Regions from separate parts of the Callithrix jacchus genome. Here region 1 is linked to region 2. Evidence: chromatin contacts called from public Hi-C data. All regions are on one chromosome and are shown on one strand. Each heading gives the region's core, a stretch centred on a gene start, on an enhancer-like site or on the middle of the called end of the contact. The rest is flanking DNA. Distances are from core to core; before and after follow the strand shown.

Region 1 (3,574 bases), core at 662-3,161, 160 kb before region 2:
AATACTATTCAGTTAAATATATTACAGTAATTTAACATGACAAATGATGTATTTCGCTAAAACTGTCATCCCTCGTATTGTTACTATGGTGTTGCCTGCTATAGCTCAGCTGCCAGCAAGTGACTCCTGACATCTTAATTTTCTCACCATGTTTCTGTGTTACAGCTGTTGAGCACTGCAATCTTATGATGTCATTTGGCTATCATATTGTGCATGAAAGTATCATTCTCATTTTAAAACCACCTCTGTTCTTTTCTCGATATCCCAGAACAATAAAAGCAGCACTAAAACACACATGTAAATGTAGGCGCTGAAACTGTGTGGTAATACTGAGTTGTAAGGTGGTCACCCAAATAATTCAGAATATGCTTATGCAAATCTAAAAAATATGAAAATGAAAATAAAATTAAAACCCTAAAGAATACATTCACAGACCTAATTTGAGAAAAACTGTTCAGGTCTGCTAGTTCCCAAACTTTCATTACTACCAAAGGCTTTATCTGTTGTGCTTACTTCCAAGAACCCCATTTATTTATTTATTTATTTATTTACTTACTTACTTATTTATTTTTGAGACCAGGTCTCATTCTGCTGCCGAGACTGGAGTACAGTGGCACGATCTTGGCTCACTGCAACCTCTGCCTCCCCGGCTCAAGCAGTTCTCACTCATGTTAGCCTCCTGAGTAGCTGGGACTACAGGCGGCCATCACCAGCCCAGCCAATTTTTGTTTTTTTAGTATAGATGGGGGTTTCACCAAGTTGGCCAGGCTGGTCTTGAACTCCTGGCCTCAAGTGATCCACTCGCCTCAGCCTCAGAGCCCCATGTTTTAAAAAAGTTTGCCTCCTACACACTGCATTAATAGTTTTAATTTTATTAATCAGGCACATAGAATTACCATTTCAGAACTTGCGATCACCATATGTAGTTATCACTCCAAGCTGCTTAAATTCCAGTCTAAAACAAACAAAAAGGACATTCTAGTTATTCTGTGCTGCCCTGACACGGGTAGGTGAAAACTTGCCATTCAGTTTTGTAAGAAGGAGCTCCCAGATCTCCACTTCTTCCCCTTGCTGCCTCTGAGGACTCTTGGGGGTTTAGGGAGGCCAGTCTGGGTTTTCTTATTCAAGCAAAGTAGCCACCCCACCCAGTTTGGAAGGATTAAAGCTTGTCCTAGTTTTGCTTCATTGTTGTACTTCTAGCATGCTAAAGAGCTGAAAAATGGGAGGAAGAAAATACAACAGAAGGCACCATTCCAGTACCAAACTGAAAAGAAACACAAAAACAAGAGAGCAGCATGTTTTTAACAGCTTGCGTGGAAAAAATATTGACTGGGGAGTTTGGACAGCACTGTTCATTTTCTCTCACCGCCCGCGTTATTTGTCTTATGGAGCAGGAGCCAGATACCATTCTGGAGAACAGGCCGAGGGAAGAGGTGGAGGGGTTCTGTGGAAGCTTGAGGCTGAGCTGAGTAATTAGGGCTGGAGATCCTGTGGCTCAGTGCCAGGATGCAGTCAGGGGAGGTGCTAAAGCCTTCTTCCTCCTGGCCTCGGGCACTCTCTTTGGTCCGCCTGAGTCTTAAGAGGGCACAGCGCGGATCACCCAGGTAGGTCCCTGGCCCCTTCAGACGAGCCGGATGAATCACTGTCCCTGTTTCTTTCGGCTAGGGAAAGGACGCAGGGGTTCCATTCGCTTTCTCAGTCCACCCATCTTCTTGAGTTCAGACCTACAACTCCTGCATTGGGGGTCGGAAGGGAGCCTTAATCATCGGGACAGAAACTCAGCTCCTCAACCTCGGCTCAACTCGCGTGGCAGCTTTAGTCCCTCCTGCCAGGGCGCGGGGCGGGGCCTGGGAGCGGGGCGGGGGCTGGGCGCGGGGCGGGGCCTGGGCGCGGGGCGGGAGGCGGTGACCAGCAGTAGGAGGAGAAAGAACATGGCGGGCGCAGCGGGGCCCGGGACCTGCCCGGGAGCAGCCGGCGGAGGTGGAGACGATTCGCTATACCCTGTCGCGGTTTTAATCGACGAGCTCCGCAATGAAGACGTGCAGGTACTGGACTGAGCCCGGGGAGCCGAGGTGGGCCCGGTCGGTCGCGTGGTAGAGAAGGGGGAAGGCCTGTGCCGCGGTGGCTATGGCCGGGGGACTGATTGAACCGGACTCAGCAGAAACTTGGAAGGGCAGGCGAGGAAAGATCCGCGAGGGGACGTGGTGGCACGCCCCGACTCTCCCGGTGACCGCTCCAGTACCCCTGCTTCGGACCCCCTGAGGCGTCCGCCCGGAGCCTGGCCTTTCCAGGGCGGTTGTCCGGGAACCCGCTTCCCGCCTGGGCCGCCCCGCTTCGGGCTGTGAGGCAGCTGGAGGAGCGCGGTGCGGGGCCGAGACCGGGCTGGAGCGACTGAGGGCGCAGGATGCGCAGAAGCCCTTTGAAGTGTCCCGGAATCCCTTCGTCTCGGCCTAGAACTGGCTCGGCTTGTTGGGTAGAAAGAGGAGGTGGGATTGCCGATCAACCTGGACGTGTCGTATCAGCTTTACGGGAACTTTTCTTTGAAACGACAGGCGTTGTATTCGACCGTTTCACCTGCTTCACCACTGCCAAAGTGCCCTCTTTTAAAAATTATCTTACTTCCTGGGTGTTGTATTATCTTTCATTCATTTCTCTTCCGGGGCCTTCTGAGTGTTTCTCCTAGGAAATCTTCCGCTGGCTAGTGAGACCGAGTTACATTCCTCTTGGAAGTCCCTTAACAGTGAAATGTAAATGAAATGTTAGTTATCCTCATTCTTACCCGTGTCATTGTTTCACCTGTTAGCACCTTTTGTCTTTTGATCTAAATTTAACCGTTTCTTTACATTGATTTTCTTTCTCCTTTTCTGAAGCTCCGACTCAACAGTATTAAGAAGTTATCAACAATTGCCCTAGCACTTGGAGTAGAAAGGACACGAAGTGAATTGCTGCCATTCCTTACAGGTATGTGAACCTTTGTTTAAAGAAAGGCAGGGACATTCCATTTTCCAGTAGCTTTCAACACTGACTTTTTTAGTTTGTTACCCACATTAAAATGAGCCGGGTGGTTTATGTGCAAAAGAAACAGAACAGAGTATATTGTTACTTGTGGCTAGATATATTCAAACAATAACCATTTAGCTATTGGGAAAGTAATTGCTATGAGAATATGAATTTCCAATTTGTTGTGCAAAACAGATCTAGGAAGAGAGTTGATTGAGGAGAAGGAAGAAAATGCTGTTAGGATTTTGACTGGGCCACCTTACTGGTTGCATAGTGAATCTGGTCCTAGTTTTGCGTCAGTGTACGGCTGCTGTGGGAGAGCTGTGTTGATGAGTCCCTGTTGTTGTCACTTCCAGATACAATTTATGATGAAGATGAGGTACTATTAGCTCTTGCTGAGCAGCTGGGAAATTTCACCGGCCTAGTGGGAGGTCCTGACTTTGCCCACTGTCTGCTGGTGAGTATACTGCTGCTTACCCTCCTTCCAGAACTTTTGCAGTATAAATGATACATTGTTTCGTGACAGGCATACTGCAGCATTTTTTATACAGATCTTTTATGGGCAGATTATCAT
Region 2 (3,280 bases), core at 520-3,019:
GGATCAGATTAAACTATGATAAGATTTATCAATATCACTATAGTCAAGTTACCATTATCATTACAAAGAATCTAAATTGCTAACAGGTAAATCTGTGAGAAGAAAATATCTGACCTTGGTCCTGATTCTAAAAGATAAGTCAGATTTGGACTGCTTCAGGATCAGCAGAGGAAGACAAAAAGTAAAGAAGACAGAATGACATATACCCCTTCCTTCTGGAAATGGCATTAAGCAAGACTTCTGAGTACAACTACAACTATAAAAATTACTCAGGTTTGCAAGTGCCCTTCGCCTTATATAAGTCATTCTGAAAAAAAGTCCTACTTTACTCTACATTCAAACTCTAGTACATTCAACCTAATAAGGGAAAGAGCAGAATAGGACCAAAACTGGGGTGGAAAAAAAAAACAAAACAGGAAAAGGATGAAACTCCAGGAGGAACTACAATAAGGCAGAGTAGAGTACGTCAAAACGACTAGGTTTATTCTAAAGAATGGTTTTGTTTCCACTGTTCTTCTAAGGTATTTAATTTGCACGTCTTAAAATAGAGACCCTGAGGAGAGCAGCTTGAGGCAGTGGAAGGAAGGGGGGCGGGTTAGGTAAGAACAGAGACTTGTGAGAGAATATGTGCGGTGCATTAGAATGTGCAATGAAGAGAGTGCAGGATTCACCGTCAGGAAGCAGCTGAGGGCTTTATGAGTAGAGGCAGCATCTGATGTGGTTTAAAGAATGCGTATTACAGCCAGAATGCACACCTGGTACAGGGACAACCCTAGACAGGAAAAATCAACCCACTTTCTGTGCAAGTGCAGAGATGACCATTTTAACCAGTTCTATTGTCTGGAGCATTAAATGGAAATGCCCCAGGCAAGAGATCAAGCTAGCCAGACACCAAATCAGAGACACCGTGGGGCAAAAGGAAGGAGAGAAGATGGACAGTGGCCGCGCGGACATTCCCAGCCACGGGGCCCTTCCTCGCCAGGCAGGGGAGGGGCGCCGGGGTCACGGGGGCCGCACGATCCCCCATCTGCGGAGCCCAAGCACAGGCGGTCCCCTCCTCGGGCCGGCGACGTCTCTCACGGCGCAGCCTGGGAACACCGAGACTTCCCCTCCCACCCCACCCCCAGCCGAAAGCAGGGAAGACGCGGAACTTGGGCTCCGGAGCGGAGGCCACAGACCAGGTCACGGCCCGACTGGGGGCTCTGGGCGAAATTCCGGGTGGCCACCGCGGGCGGCGTAGGGAAAAGCAAAGCCCTGGCTGATCGCGCTTCCAGTGGAGACACTGGGGTCCGGGTGCCCGGGCCCAATCCCTTCGCTGCTCACCGACCCCCTGCACCTCCTGGGTCCTCACAGTCCCAGGCCCACTCGCCTCCGTCAGTGGCGCGGCCTCTCGGGTCTCCCCGGTCCCACCACTGCGGCCGCCCCTCTCTGTAAGCAGCTCCTCTCCCGAACCCTCGCCTCCGACGCTCCCGCCGAGCCCCGGGCCGCACCTCCGTCTTGGTGATCCGGTGCCGCGCCAGCTTCACCACAGCGAAGTTGCCCTTGCCCAGCGTGCCCTCGATGTCGTAGAACCCCACCCGGACCGGCCCGCGCTGCAAGTGCCTCGGGCCATCCGCCATGACCATGCTGGGCCCCGCTGCTAGACACGGCGGACAGGAGCGCGGGCGGGCGGGCGGGAGGGCTGGCAGCGCTTCTCGGCTGGGGCGACGGCCGCTCCGCTTGCTCCTTCGCTCCTTCCCTCCCGCTCCGCAGGGCCCAGCCAGGCGCGCGCCGCCGCTGACGTGCGCCGACGTCAGGGGGCCGGGGAAGGGGGACGGGGGCGGGCCCGGGCCTGGATTGGTCACCATGGCGACCAGAGCACCGCCGTGGTCGGCGACGGGATGGGGAGAGTGGGGGGAGGCGCGCGGGGAGGGGCGCGGGCCGGACCGGCGCACTCCTTCCGGGCTCAGACGCCCTCCTCTCGCCTCTCCGCCTCGCCGCTGCCAGGGGCGGGGTCGCCGCCCGGCCCGCTCCATTCCTCGGCCTTCCAGGCGAAGGGCAAGAGCGAGCCCTGGCGGACCGTGCAGAGCGGTGCAGAGACCTGGATGCGGCCTGAGGTCTCCTTCCCCATCCCGGCGTTCTCTGCCCACCCGGGGACCTTCCCGCCAAAACCTCTCACCTACAAGGACAGCCAGCCCTAAATTTGGCACCGGCAAAGAACTGTGGCTGAGCAATGCGTTGCTCACAGGCTGTTTCCTTTGTATCCTTTTCTCATCTCGCTTCTATCTATAATAAACCCCTCCACGCTTTGATGTCTCCTAGGAGTCATTCTGACAGCAGTACGGTCGCTTATAGACTCACTATATATGTCAGCGCTGAAGAGACCTTGGAGATCACTCAATCCAGAGATTTGGAGCCTCAAATGAGCTTCCAAGTCTGGAACTCCCTACAGCACAGGCCAGTTTTTGCTTATGTGAGCATGTCTCTGCAGAGATGGACTCGTAGCTTCTATCAGATTCCCAAACGTGTTGGTGACCCTGAAAAGGTTAAGAAATATTTCTGTAATCCAATTTTTTTTTTCTCCAGAGGACGAAGCAGACCGCAAGGAATAAAGGGAATTGCCAAGGTCACACAGCGAATGCTAGAGGCAGAATTATAAATCACACCACGCTTCCAAATATGACCCAAGGAAACAGGGACAGTGACACTTTAATATTTTGAAATATATTATGTGCCTTCATATCTTGGTTTCTAAATACCATTCTTCACATAAAGGAGTCAGACTCCGTGGCGAGAAGGCTGATTCGAGGGCAGAGACAGGGAAAATACAAAATGCCCTTGAAAGACCCTGTGCCTTAAAGCAGGGAGGTTTCTTTGCTATGTCGAGGAAGAGATGTCAAAAGAAAGGAGATGTCTTGAAGGTGCCCACCCTTACCAAATCTGAGACAATTTGAGAACCAAGAATAAATAATGATAGAAATGGATTCTAACACATTGAATTTTTTAAAAGAATCCATAGAACCTATTTGCTTTTAAACTTTCAAATAAGTAAATAAAGGGGGGAGAAGTGAAATGACGGTGGAATGCCAACTAATATATGTTAGAAGAAATGACAGCAAATCGTTTGGCAACCATTACAGTAATAATGGAATCAGACATGAATTATCGATAGGTGTTAAAATCATTGAGTGAAATTTGGCTGGGGAACAAGATATTTGCATGGTCTTTGGATTTCTTATTCATGATAAAGGGTTAACAAAGGTACCTTTACAGGGGAAAAATCTGACACCATTCTAACCAA

What was found. Hi-C and Micro-C count contacts between places; a contact is called where the count stands out from the background.
Region 1: a contact with region 2 is called in a Hi-C map of skeletal muscle, with 5 times the contacts expected there. The contact joins the promoter of PPP2R1B here to the promoter of SIK2 in region 2. A contact is called at or near these places in 3 of 3 Hi-C or Micro-C datasets (induced pluripotent stem cells and skeletal muscle).

Annotation. Positions count from the first base shown.
Region 1 is chr10:11,468,616-11,472,189 of calJac240_pri, reverse strand. It overlaps PPP2R1B (protein phosphatase 2 scaffold subunit Abeta), which reads left to right and starts at 1,911. Exons shown (of 15, transcript XM_035264496.3): 1 at 1,911-2,045; 2 at 2,871-2,961; 3 at 3,357-3,457. The coding sequence starts at 1,932.
Region 2 is chr10:11,304,454-11,307,733 of calJac240_pri, reverse strand. SIK2 (salt inducible kinase 2) reads right to left here and starts at 1,769. Exons shown (of 15, transcript XM_035264495.3): 1 at 1,491-1,769. The coding sequence starts at 1,625.